Linked DNA regions of Mus musculus: region 1 is linked to region 2. The links are chromatin contacts, called in public promoter capture Hi-C maps. All regions are on one chromosome and are shown on one strand. Each heading gives the region's core, a stretch centred on a gene start, on an enhancer-like site or on the middle of the called end of the contact. The rest is flanking DNA. Distances are from core to core; before and after follow the strand shown. Region 1 overlaps Zfat (zinc finger and AT hook domain containing). Region 2 holds the start of 1700012I11Rik (RIKEN cDNA 1700012I11 gene).

What was found. Promoter capture Hi-C pulls out the DNA fragments that hold promoters and counts their contacts.
Region 1: a promoter capture Hi-C map of hippocampal neurons shows a contact between it and region 2, with 7 times the contacts expected there. The contact joins the enhancer-like site here to the promoter of 1700012I11Rik in region 2. A contact is called at or near these places in 3 of 39 promoter capture datasets (the C10 cell line, embryonic stem cells and hippocampal neurons), 1 of 484 Hi-C or Micro-C datasets (bone marrow-derived macrophages) and 1 of 115 datasets of contacts at active chromatin or transcription factors (large pre-B cells).

The regions. Positions count from the first base shown.
Region 1 is chr15:68,184,855-68,191,905 of GRCm38.p6, reverse strand. Zfat (zinc finger and AT hook domain containing) reads left to right here. Exons shown (of 16, transcript NM_001145888.1): 4 at 4,670-4,855. Among named protein-coding and RNA genes, the nearest start is that of Zfat, 70 kb to the left of the region's middle. Within about 2 kb of position 2,610, at least 6 of the 459 cell types and tissues checked have an H3K27ac peak or open chromatin away from gene starts, as enhancers often do. A contact at or near this core is called in hippocampal neurons, where this site is marked.
Region 2 is chr15:67,224,994-67,231,870 of GRCm38.p6, reverse strand. It overlaps 1700012I11Rik (RIKEN cDNA 1700012I11 gene), which reads right to left and starts at 5,102. Exons shown (of 9, transcript NR_045140.1): 1 at 4,791-5,102.

The sequences.
Region 1 (7,051 bases), core at 1,361-3,860, 960 kb before region 2:
GACAGGGTTCAGAGTGACTCTGTGCTGGCTCCACCTCAGTGACCGCTTAAGTAGGGTATAGGCCATTTGTATGTGGCCAGGGACTCAGGAGTGTCTCTGCTGGAGGATATGTCAGAGTGGTGATCACGCCTGAGCGCTGAGAGGTGTAAGATTCTCTTTTGCTCTGACTTTTAGGTTTTCTTCCAATTAAATTTGTGGGTCACCATATAAGCTTGTAGATTTCACTGTGGCATTTCATACATGCACGCACACACATACACACACACAGAGTCTGTAGCTTGGTCATATTTATTTCCCCACTTCTCTCTGTTCCCTTCCTTTCCTCAAATAGCCTGCCTTCCACTTTCATGTCATATGCATGTATATCTATCTATATTTACGTTCTCCACCTATGAGAGAGAAAACATGAAATAAAATATCTCTATCATCCTCTCTCCCATTCTCTTATTTCCCCTCTGTCCTTCCTTCCCCCATGGCCTCTTTCTACTTCCATGTCCCCCTCTATACTCACACACACATACACACACACATAAATGCACATACAAATATAAACATGTCTACACACACACACACACACACACACACACACGAGAAAATTTGTACTATTCATTGTTCTGAGTCTGGTTTATCTCTTAGCACAGTGGCCTCCGGTCCCCCCCCCCACACACACACGAGAGAGAGAGAGAGAGAGAGAGAGAGAGAGAGAGAATGAATATGTACTATTTATCGTTCTGCGTCTGGTTTATCTCTTAGCACAGCGGCCTCCGATTCCATCCATTTTTCTACAGGTAGCCTCGTTTCCTTCTTCCTATGGCAGCCCTTATTTTTTGACTCTGATCTCTGCTTTAGTTTCCCGTCTTCTCAACACCATCCCACCAGGGACTAAGATTTCAGTGCGTGAGTTTTGAGGAACAGCCACCTGCAGAGTGCAGTCCCCCTTTGAATCACGGAAGATGTGTAGGTCCAGGGAAGAAATGCAGCGTGATTGAGTCAGTTTGTGGCCCATGTACTTGGAACCCTGAGTGGGAGAAGATATGCATATGAGGGTGTCCCTTGGAAGTCAAGACTCTGGCCTCAGTGGGTGGTGTGACAGATGGTTTGTGGGAGTTTTGCAGACTTTCATACTAATTCTTAATGGAGACAGCAGGGTAGGCATTAAAGGGTCCACACATGAGAGTAACTTGATTAGATTTGGATTGTAGATTGGTTCATTCTGGAGCTAAGGTAGAGGGTAGTGTAAAGATCTTACCAGAGGCACCAGTTAAAAACAAGTTTAGATAAGAGCAGAACTCTCCACAGAACAAGCTGTCTGGGGTTGGTAGTCCAGGCTGTCTGAGTGACAATGCTGTGGGACTGTCTTTTTCTTTATGAGCATTATGAACAAGCTTTTCCTTGGGGTCTCTTAGTGGCTAGTGCTTCAGTTCAACAAGTGGACCTCGTTAAGATTGTGAGCAATATTTTGCTTATTAAGAAAGAAAAGTGCTTTCAGAAACTCCTGACAGCCTTCTCTCAGCCCTGAGTGGCCAAGCCTGGATCTTCAGGTGCTGCAATGTATTCTCAGTTCCTACAAAGAGTGGTGGCATTCCTTCAGAGGGTAGAATTGGGGCAGTGTAGCTGTGGGACTCTTTGAGTGGAGGCATGGCTAGCAGAGGAGACACTGGTTGATGGTGACCTTTGATGGTTACAACTTCTGGTCAGAACTCTTTGTTTCCTGACTGTCACAGTCATATGACCAGACATCTTACACTCCCATTGCCATTTACTGGAGCTAACTCTGTCACCACCTGCTATGGTGGGCTGCTCCCTCTGAACAATTAGCTAACGCAATCTTCGTACCACTTAAGCTGCTTTGTCAGGCATTTTGCCACAATGATGGGGAAAGTAACGAAGCCAGGTGCATACCAGCAGCCTATCACACTGCAGCCAGGAGGGAATCGGAGTAGCTGCAGTAGTCAGGGGTGTTTTCATAGTCTCTACTGGGGCCAACACAGGTCCCTCCAGTGTTTCTTAATAGGAGGTGGCTTCCAAGCCTTCACCCTCTGCTAGCCACCAACTGTTCACACTCATTTCTCCAGTGTGTACACCTAGTGCCTATAGCAGAGCTTGCTACCATTCATCCCCTATGCTGGGTGGGACCTCTTCTTCATTTCTTCTTACCCTGGCTGATAGTGTGCACCCTTGTTTGCTTGTTGTGGATTTATATTGTTCACCAGGCTAAGCTTATGGTAAACTCAGACTCTCAGGTCCTTTTTTTTTTTTTACGTCAACATAGCTATCCTTGGCATATCTCCCACATATTGAATCATATCCCATGGTGAATTCTGTTATAGAGTGAGACATCATTTTACAAGCAAAAAAAAAAAAATCCATTAAATGTTGTTCTACCTTTTTATAGCATCCAAAATATCCTACTGTAGTATTTATGTGCACACATCACCCGATATCCAGGCGACGAAAAGACTTCTGTGACTCAGACAAATGGGAGGCTTTTGGAAATGTTTTTGTAATAGCCACTAAAAAAATCAGGCAAGGCAACAATTGCTCTGAGGCATGTTGCATAGCAAGCTTCCCAACACGGAGCGTCTGCCAGCAACCTTGGAGACCAGGTGCTGTGCCCATCCTGTCGCTCACTCTCAGGCTCTGAATGTGTTAATATAGCGTTGCTCCTTGACCTTGGGCCTTGGAGAGCAGCATGCCATGCTGATTCATGATGCCTCCCATCACCTCTCTCTTTTGTTTGACATTGATATATTTAATACTAATACTCTTCTGTTAAAGACTAACCCAGACTGTCTCCTGCAAGCCGGGGATGATCCAGGAACCTGGCAAGTACTGTTGGTTTATGGGGCACAATGTGAATGCCTGGTTTGACTGTTCTATTTCCTTAGCTTCACCTCAGCCAGCATGGCTGCTCCATTATCTGTTATACATGGACTGATTCACTGTGTCGGGCTGGCTGGAGCTGACTTGAGATGTAGGAAGATCGGTTTCTGGCTGTCTCCCTTTGCCCATTTCCCTACCCCACTCCACAGTCTCTATCTTGTTGTTCCTTGGTTTCAATCTCACTTCCCTGATAACCACATATATTCCTGCACGTTCCAACCCCGCCTTCCCTGCTGCCTGTCCGCTGCACACATGTCTCATACAGAGGCGTGTGGAATGACTCTCAGTGTTCTCTTTTGATATTCTGAAGATCTGGTCCTCAGGTGGGTCATTTCAGGCCTGATGATTCTAGTAAAGCCCTCTGTCCCCTCCTTCCCTCTGCTTTATCGCATTTGGGACTGTCCAGGTGTTTCCATTCTAGAGTGCTCCTTTGTCCTTCACTGACAGATGAAGGCTAGTCTTACTCTTTAGGCTAATACCATCGCTGAACCTGTCATGGCTGCTGTCGTATGTCTGTAACTGATGCATTTGTTCTACAGTGCATTTGAATGGTTTGCCAGTCCATGTACTGCATTCTCTACAACATGGCATACATGTAAAACTCTAAGCCAGCTCAGCTATTCCTTGGATTAGGTGGCATCAGTCGCTCACCATTACCTTCAAGAGATGCATATGTGAACCAAGAAGTCCCATGATGCCCTAAATATGTTTTGCTTGGCTTCCCAATTGTCTTAAGAAAGGTAAGGTAGCAACTAGCCTTGAAAAAACAGCAGCTCCTGTAAAAACCTGGACGTATTGTCATTTTTTGGAGCCATCAAAAGACATGACAATCACTCCACATCCCAGGAGTCCCCAGCAGGGCCAGGCCAGACACAGTCTATCTTCTGTTGTGCAGGTTGACTGGGCTTAGTGTCTCACCCGTGGGAGATTGATGCTCTTCTCAGCATTCATGGCCTTCCTGTATTTACCTCTTAGTCTTGACATCTTTTTAGGTCACTTTCTCCTTTCTCCTGCAGGTGTGGCCACCAGGATGCTCAGCCAAGTATTTATCCATTGTCTCAGTCTTCTTTTGTTAGACTGGAGCATTGCTGTTTATTATCACACACCTTCCCAAGACCGCACACATAGCTTTGTCCTCATCACTGGTTCCCATCTTCCCCATCCAGTGCTTCATTAACCCTCGCTTTTTCAGTCAGCCATAGCTAACTGCTCCATAAAGCCTTTCTGACCTATCAGGTAACCTCTACCATCCTGTCCCTTATTCTTGTTTCATACAACACAGAACAGAGACTACTCTTGATCACATTTGTTATCTCTTTGTCTTCTCTGGAGTGGAGGGCCCTTGAGGGCTTGGTATGTTCTTACCGTATGTCCACCATGCCTGGCACAGGGAACATGCCTGGGAAGCATAAGATGATTAGGAGAAGGGCGTTCTTGGACTGTGACTCTCTAATCATTTTCTCTACAGTGCTGATATTAATGATGGTTCATGAAAATGAGCCAAGGGTCTATGCTGCTTTGCCCAGCAGTGCATTCCCAGTACCCAGCTGTGACCTGGAAACAGTGAACATGTTTTGCATTGAGTTTGTGAAGATCCAGCAATGGTGGATGAGCCAGCAGAATGCTCTGCAAGTACTGTAGGCCAGGAAGAGAAAGAAAGAATGGGGTTGGGTCTGAGGATAGAGGGACGGAGGCATCTCCTTTGCTATCACCTCTGGTAAGAGGCATATTTCCTTTCCAGCTGGTATGAATGGAAAGCTTATACATTTTGGCATTTGCTTCCTAGGTAACGAGTCAGACCTTGATCTAGAAAAGACATACAAAGAAGATGATCGAGAAAAGGCTTCAAAAAGACCCCGGGCTCAGAAAACAGAGAAAGTCCAGAAGATCTCAGGAAAGGAGGCAGGGCAGCTTTCTGGAGCGAAGAAACCCATCATCAGCGTGGTCTTAACTGCTCATGAAGCAATTCCAGGTGACCGAGGACAGGCTGGGAATGATATGATGAGAGTGTGTAGCACAGCTGCCCTTGGGGTAGCCTGAGGAAGGAGGCCCAGGTCAGAGTGTACGTGTTAGGTATTTTAGTGGAGTTTCATTTAGTCACCTGAGTAAGACCACAGACCTCTTTATCCTCTGGAGCTGTCCTCTATCTCCTCGACCTACTCTGTTGTCACCCAGGTATGCAAGAACAGTCCCTTCTGTGCCTCTCCCCATCTTCTCAACTGGTAGTGCCCCATCAGCTACAGTGACTGCCTCCTTGGTGGGTGCTGCCCACTCAGCAAATGTAAGAGAAGCAGCTGTTCTCCAGGCCCAGGCAGACACTGCCTGGCTTCTTCACATTTTAGTGGTATTCATTAAAATATTTTCTTAGTACTATAAGTTTCTATCTATTTTTCCTTTTCCTTGTAGATCTGTTATATTTTCTTTTATAAAAGGTCTCTTGTAGGAAAGACTATTTTAGGAAAACGAACAAACAAACAGTGCCTTAAGAGTTTCTATTGCTGTGCTAAAGTGTAGACATAAGTAACTTGAGGAAGAAAGGGTCTATTTCAGCTTGTCACTCTCAGGTCATAGGCCATCACAGAGGGAACTCAGAGCAGGTACTGTAGGCAGGAACCCAGAGTCAGGGACTGAAGTGGAAGCCAGGGAGGGATGCTGCTTACTGGTTTCCTCACTCCTGGTCTGCTTTCTTTTTGTTTTTTGTTTTTCAAGACAGGGTTTTTCTGTGTAACCCTGGCTGTCCTGGAACTCACTCTGTAGACCAGGCTGGCCTCGAACTCAGAAATCTGCCTGCCTCTGCCTCCCAAGTGCTGGGATTAAAGGCGTGCGCCACCACTGCCCAGCCCATGGCCTGCTTTGTTACACAAACATGCCTAGTGTTGACACTGTCCACAGTGACCTGGGCCCTGCCACATCAACTACTAGTCAAGAAAGTTCTCTAAAGCTTGCTCATAGGCCATGATGGAGGCATTTACTCAGTTGAGTTCCCCTTTTTGCAGGAGACCCTAGTTTGTGTCAAGTTGACATAAAAACTAGCCAGCACCATTTGTGATGTATTTCAAACTATCATAAAAGTTGATATAGAAACTAGGCAGCACAAACGGTTTGTGATAGATTCCAAGATATCATAATATTGTTTTTCTCTTTGTGTGCTTTGGGAATATTAGCTGTCTAATAAAATGGGGACATTGTCAGGGTTTTCAGAACAGTGACACACTTTAAGCATCTCCTTTAGTACTAATAGTAGACATTGAAATTCAAAACTCTGAATACAGTTTCTCTTTATACTTGACTTACAAAGTAGGGTGCTCAGGAGAGAAAAGACCATAGAAAATTAGGCTGCTTGAATTTTCTGGAAAGTCTCTTCATCTGCCCTACTCTGCTTCAGAGAAATATTATTGTGGATAAGGAAAATCCCATAGGACAGTTTCCTGTTCTAAGTGGTATTAGATAAAATTTCCACTTCGTTTTTTTTCTCAAAAATCTGTAGTAATATTTGCAGATTCCCATGAGGGTAAAAGCATAATCAATTCCCTCTGGTGTTTTCGAGCCAAATGGTAGTGGGAATCTCTAACCCTATCTCTTTCCCACTCCCACTCCACTCACAGACTCACACAATCTAAGCTCACGCGTGCATACACCCACATTCACACTCTTACATTCACAATTGTACACATACTCACACGCATGCTAATACACACTTCCACGTACTCCCTCAAACTCTCATACCTATTTATACTCATGCCCATTCAATACACCCACACAGACTCAGGCGCCAAGGCACACTCACACATATTCTCACTTGCGTGCGTGCGCACATGTACTCACACACACACTCACATCCATACACATACTTATCCCCAGTGTCACACACCTACACACATGTACACGTATCCACACCCACAGTCTCTTTCTGCTCTCAGAGGTCTTGGGTTGGTTTATGATGTAGAGTTGCAGAAGCAAAGGTGACCTGGGAGTTTTCTCTTTGCACCTCCCATTTCTGTTCATGGGAAGAGAATCAGTAACATTACAGTGCTCACATTCCTAATTTGTTGACTGCTCTGCCACCACATGCTGCCTTAATGCGGCTTTATGGTTGCTTCAAGTTTAACAGCTTTGGCTGTGTAGAAAGTCTTGCAAGAGACATATGTATATTTGACTGTTTCATAAT
Region 2 (6,877 bases), core at 3,853-6,352:
ATCTTTCGCAAGATTATGAACAAAGCTGGTGGCATGCAATTGTCTTGATCAGCCGACCTGATTTCATGTAATGTTGTCAGATCATCTGGTATATGCCACGCATGTCTTTGGTCCCATAAATCTTGGTCCCAGAGAACCATGAAGCTCCCAGCCCCATATAGACCTGGCATTCACCAGACTGTGGCTTTTGGTGTCATTGTTCTGATCAATTGATCCCTTGGCTCCGAGTGGCTGCCAGGGAGCAGTTCTCTCAAAGCTTGAAGCTCTCATAAAGACCCCTGCCCCATACTAACTGTACTTCAGAAACTGGCAATCTTTCTGCAGTGTGTGGGGAGGAAAGGGGTCTCCTGGAAGAATCTAGATACATTCGCTCAAATCTGCCTGCTGTACACAAAATCAAAACTGTTACTTCAAGTTAGGGAGCCTTCATATCAGTTGCATCATGGTCAGTGATCCCTACATTACTCTTCGTTTGCAAACCTAGGAATCTTATCATAGAAAAAATTAAGCAAAACATACAAAAACTCAGTCTACTCTCTTTCCTATGCTCCTGTCTTAGTTAGTGTTTCTATTACCGCAACAAAACACCATGACTGGAAAGCAAGTTGTGGAGGAAAGGTTCATTTGGCTTACACAACCAAATAACAATCCCTGATTGGAGTAAGTCACAAAAGGAACTCAAATAGGCTGAAACCTAGAGGCAAGAACTAGAGTAGAGGCTATAGAGGGATGCTGCTTAGTTTCTTGCTTCTGCTGGCTTTCTCAGTCTGCTTTCTTATAGAACCCATGACGACCAGCCTAGGGATGGTTCCACCCACAAAGGGATGGGTCCTTCACCATTGCTCACTAATTGAGAATGTAATTGCCTTACAGCTGGATCTCATGGAGTTATTTTCTCAACTGAGGCTACTTTATTTCTAACGTGGGTCAAATTGACACACAAAACCAACCAGTCTGGCTCCCTACTAAAAACATGTCCTTTTCCCCAGTGTTAAACAGGTAACAGCCACCACTTTGATGCAGTTGTAGGGCATGGTCCTTCATAGTCCTGAGAGCAAAATCCCAATTGTGATGATGTCATCACCAGAGCATTTTGGAAACAAAATATACTAATTACCGTTGTGGCACCAAGTGAAGGCTCACAGCCTTCATGGCGAGAACAGGAAGCTAGGCAGATGGAGGAGGAAAATGGAAGCATTGTGAGCACAGCAGAGCAGGGACACACAAAGAGCTAAGATGGCTATTTTCAGTCCTTGGGTGATTTTATAAACTTTGTATCATAGATTCTAGAGGGAACATGTAGATGGGAGACCTGGAGTTGGCTCAGTCCTGCCTTTGGTTTATAGGCCACCCACCGTGAGCTGTGAGGACCTATTCATCCACACTATACGCATACAGATGCTGTGTGGCTGAAACCACTACTCAGATTATGGTCCATCAAACATATCTGCTTCTCAAGGTTTTAGTCCACAGTTGGTTGACCCCAGCGCAGACCTGAGGCAATGACATTTCCGGAAGATGCTTGTGGTTATATGTAAGGAGCAAGGGCGCAGCTGAGCATGCTGCTATGCACCCAAACAGCCCCTATCCTCCAACAAAGAAAGATCTGACCCAAAATGGCAGTAGTACCAAGGTCAAGAACCCATGCTCTTCACTGTGCATGTTCCTTCAGGACCAAAATCTCAGCTACCCAGCCAGTCCCCAAGACTTAATCCAAATCCTGAGCACTGCCATCTTCTGCTGTGCTCCTGTGGCTTGTAAGCAATGTGTGAGAGAAAGAATTCTCACCTTCCTGAAATAGCTGTGCATGCTTCACCACTTGCATCGTGTACATTGTCAGAATGTGAACACAAACATACCTGCAAACATGTGTACACATGCAAAGACAACTATGAACATAAATGCAAGCGTGCTTGTGTATACACAAGCATACACACACACACATACACACACACTTCTGCTGGATTCCAGACACAAACCTGACTTCAGTCGCTGGCCTCTGGCTCATGGTAGTGTCAGATACCACTTTGCCCCACTCCAGGCAAAATGACCTCGATACAGACACCTAGGTGGAGGCATCGAGTGCTCTCCATAATTTTACTGACTGATGCTTTTTCCTCCCAGGCTCCATTATTAAGTAAGTGGCGGGCTGAAATGGAAAATGAACCTTTTGCAATTACACACACAGAAGGCAACTGGATAACAGGACCAGCAAAACGCCAATTGTGACAATGGCATAATGGCCCAGACGTGTGGCAGGCCAGTCTGACTCATTAATCCAGCGGCGGCAGTGGGTGTTGTAATGGAGTGAATGGGGCTGGAGGGAAGGCAGAGCAGGGACAGACACCAGCCAGCTGGCAGAACCAACTGAAACAAGCTTACTCAGGAGGGCAGTTGGTGGGAAGGGCTGGATGCAAAGGCAATGTCTCCTCCTTCAGTAGCATATCCTCCACCAGGGACCAGGGAACTCTCCAGAACTTGCAGCATTAAAAAGGGCATTACCAAAAGGAGAGATGGTACTGACGTTTTTTATGTCGATTCCCTGTTTTTGTTTTTTGTTTGGTTGGTTTTTAAAGGAGCATAAAGAGACTGCCGCCTCAGTTCAGGAGCCAAATCAAGTTCCAACTGGCCTTGCTCCCTTCTGCCCTGCATCATCCTACAAGGCGTTCGAGGTTCGGCATGCCTAAGAACACCTGGGCTTTCCCTCCATCCTGTTGTTCACTGTCTGCTCTGTAATTTCTTATTGCTCATTTGGCTCCATATCAAGACTCTTCAGTGAACATACTCCAGTCAAATAAATCCGTCTAAGGGTCCAGGCTTCAGTGGGCAGAAGATAAAGGCCAGTTGGCCTCAGGTCACCTCTTCTGGGTCATGAAGTTTGGATTTATTTGAGATCAGCTAAATGAGCCAATGGAGAAACATCAAAGCTCCAGTAAGTAAGATCTGTTATTGCAAAGTCACTACAGCTTCCAACAGCGAAACCCACCACTGCAACTAGGTTTCTAGAATGTCCTATAGGATAGAGTGACTATGGTGAACAACACTTACTCGGGTAATTCAAAATAGGTCCAAGAGAGGACTCTGAAATGTTAACAACACTCATCAACATGATAAACAATTCAGGCAATAAATATATTAGAACCCTGAATGTATGCATATGGTACACATATGATAAAATTTCACTTTGTACTCACAGATGCAAGCATTTGTTATGTGTCAATTTTATACACACACACATATGCACTTTATAATATAAGGCATTTTTTAAGCCTTTGGCAATCAGAACTGGTCTCTGTCAACAGTACTTTATTCTAGTGTGAGTGAAATACTTTCAACCACATAGAACATGACATTTAAAATATATAATAGAACCATACACCAGACAATTCTTACTTGGCCCCTCTTGGGGGAAAAAAGTGTCTTTGTGCTCTCCACGTTTTTCCCTATTATTTTTCCTCAGATCTAGCCATCCTTCAGGGCATATGTGTTCTAGGCCTCTAACGAGATGATTGCCCCACTCTTAGGGGTCCGTTGAGACCCCTCTGCCTCACCAACCTGCATTATATGAATTGTCTTGAGCACAGTACCACCAAACCCAGACAGCACTTGAGTCAAACATCATAAAATTATTATTTCCTCATTAAGACTGGCTTCCATACAGCCCCGGATAGCCTTGAGTTTGCTTTGTAGCTAAGGATAACCTTGAACTCCCGATCTTCCTAAATGCCGGGATTACACGCATGCATGACCATGCCCTACTTTGAGATGCTAGGGGTCAAGCCCAGGGCTAATGACAGTCCAGTACTCTGTTAACTGAACTGAATTCCCAGCCCACTGAATCAGTCATTTCCTCTGGTATGTAAGAATGAAAATGAGCCATGAGGCTCCATGGTGGCTGAAACATAAATCAGGAAACTTGAGAGGTGACGGCAGCTGCATAAGGTTGGAGTGGTGAAAATAGAAACTGTTCCCACCCAGGAAACACACTGAGAATAGGCCATAGGGAATCCAGGCTCTGGCTCCAGCCATCCTGAGCCCTGCCATATTCCTATCCCCTGTTCTAAACACTGTAGTAAAATAGATCTAAAAAATTCCATTGAGGGGTTTCTTCCTGCCTTTGGCAGCTTATGTTCCCAAATGAAAGATGTGTCACATAGCCGTTTTGTTTTTAAATATGCCTTATGCAGTACTGTAGCTCGGCAACTGCCTACCCTCTATGCTGTTGGTTATGTAAGTGAGGTTGAGGTTTCCTGGACTTGGGACTGTGAGAAAGAGTAATGGGAAGCAAGAAGCCACCACGGGCTAGGAAAAGAACCTGTGAGAGATGAGAAAGGAGATCCACCATGACCTAGGGGCCAAGGTGTCCCAGAGGGCTGCCTGGTTGCAGTTTAGAGGAGTTCAGATGGAGCATAATAAATAGTGACTAATAGTTTAGGATTATCTATAGAAAGGTAGATTCTAACAGCGTGGAGGGTAGGCAGCTGCCAGCTATTGTGTTGCATAAGGCATACTAAAATATAAAGCTTTTGTGTGTGTGTGTGTGTGTGTGTGTGTGTGTGTGTGTGTGTGTGTGTTTATCTGGGAACATAAATGGTCTAAGGTGGGAAGAACACCACCACCACCACCCCCCGTGCCGAGGTTTTTTAAAAATATTTTGTACGACAAGACACTGCCTTCATTTCTTCTCCATCATTTTCTCTCTTGCTTTTTGAACAAACTCCAGTTGGATTCCTTCCACCTGTGCCCCAGCCAAGTATAATTAATTCAATTTGTGAACAGACGTGACTTACATGCGTGCCTCTTTCACCTCTAATTTCAGAGCATCGCCTTTGCAAGTGTGGCCTGCCCAGCCAGCCTCGCTGGAAGGAGTCTTCCCTAGAACAAACTGCAGAGAATCAGTGCTTCCGGGAAGCAATTTGCTCGAATGACTCTTACCCACAGTCAGCCACCAGCAGAAGCTATCTTTTTATCAGCAGGCCTACAGGTAGCCCAGCCAGCAATCCACCCTATCACTGAATGGGAAGATGTTGGCATCAAAGAGATCTGATGAACAGGAATTACCACTCTGCTTCAGGTGAACTTTACATGTGACTAATTGCTTTAAGCCTCCATATCCTGGTCTTTCAAGTGTTGCTAATAATAGGCATGTGCCTTCTAGAACCTGGGGGAAGATCCAAGGCGATGGTGCCTGTGATCTCACTTGGAAGGCCTTCTGGCATACAACAAGCATCACATAAGTGACACCTCACATTGCCAGACAGAAGCTAGTCTTCTAGGTTTCTTAAGCTAATGATCATGTCTGCAAGGTCAGGTTCTCCACATGCCCTCCTCCCAGCTACTGTGTCCCCTTGGACTGTGTATTACAAATATGTTGTTATGGTGTTCCTGCCCCGAGCCTTTTATCCATGCCATTCATTTTGCATAGCCATAGCCACAAAGGGTATATCATCACCATAGGCTTGTGCTGTAGGAATAGAGGGCCACAAAAACCATAAAGGATAATAGAAGCCAAGATTTGTTTCTGGTTGTGTGCTAACCCATCACCCAAGACAATCTTTTCCAAGTCTCCTACTCAGTGCCCAAAACTACAGGAGATCCCAAAGCCCTTACATACTGTTTTTCATATTCATACCAACCTATAAGGAAGCCATGTCTATGAATCAAACCCACTTTGAGCATAACAATTATCACCAATGATAAAATAATTACCATGGTAGTTTATAGCAGAATGTATTTGAACCTTAAGAGTTTCTTACTTCTGAATCTTTTTATTTAGTGTTTTCAAAGTATGGTTGATCAGGGGTAACTGAAATCATAGAGAGAGGAATCACAGATAAGGATGGGTAATAATATGCATTGCAAACTGCAAGTGAGATACGTCTCTGTTCCACATCTCTTCATTCCAGGAGCAATAAGCACCACCTAGGCAGGACAAATTTGACTTGTGGCCGAGAGAAAACACATTTAGAGAACACTTCCAGACATTTTCAGGGGATCATGCAATCACATCCACTTCCACTGGATTACCACATGACTTTTTTTTTTTCAATTTTAAACCTACAGCAGATTGGCTTCGTGGGCACGGAACCCTGGATGGCAGAAGGCTGACTGAACTCTCTCCACATTACCAAATTACCTGCTTCAATACTTCTGATCAAAAAGCTTTTCAACTGGTGGCCATTTCTTCCCCTTGACATTTGTCATTTTCCAGATGGCAGTTTTGATTGTGAGGAAAGAGTAAGGACAATGTTGAAAACCTATAACGCCTCAAACAGCCCCTCTCTGCCAACAGAGAATGAAATGACTCAAAATATCAACAATGCTATGGTCAGTGCTTTGGTTTTCTTTCTGTCACTGTGATAAAATATTGACCAAAACCAACTTAAGGAGGAAAGGGTTTATTTCATCTTAAAGCTTACAAGCCATCATTGAGGGAAGCCAAGGCAAGAACTTGTGGGGCAAATTGAAGCAGTAACCATGTGCGAGTGCTGCTTACTCCCATGATTCTCCAACTCACACTCAGCCATCTTTCTTTTACTTCCCAGGACCACCTAGATTTAGAGGTGACATCACCCCTAGTGACTGGTTCCTCCCACATCAATAATTCATCAAGAAAACACTCTGCAGACTTATCTACAGATCAATTTGATGGATGTATTTTCTCAATTGAGGTCCCTCTTCCCAGATAATGCTAGCTTGTATCAAGTGTCAAGTTAGCAAAAACAAACAAAAACTAACCAGAATAGTTGGGAATTCTTGCTCTTGGCTGTGTACATTTTTCTTGAAAATAGAAATCTCAGCTACTTTTTTTAATTGTTAAGTTTCTAATGCTTAGCTCAAAACCTGAACAACTCAGTCATCCACTGTGTCCCTGCTA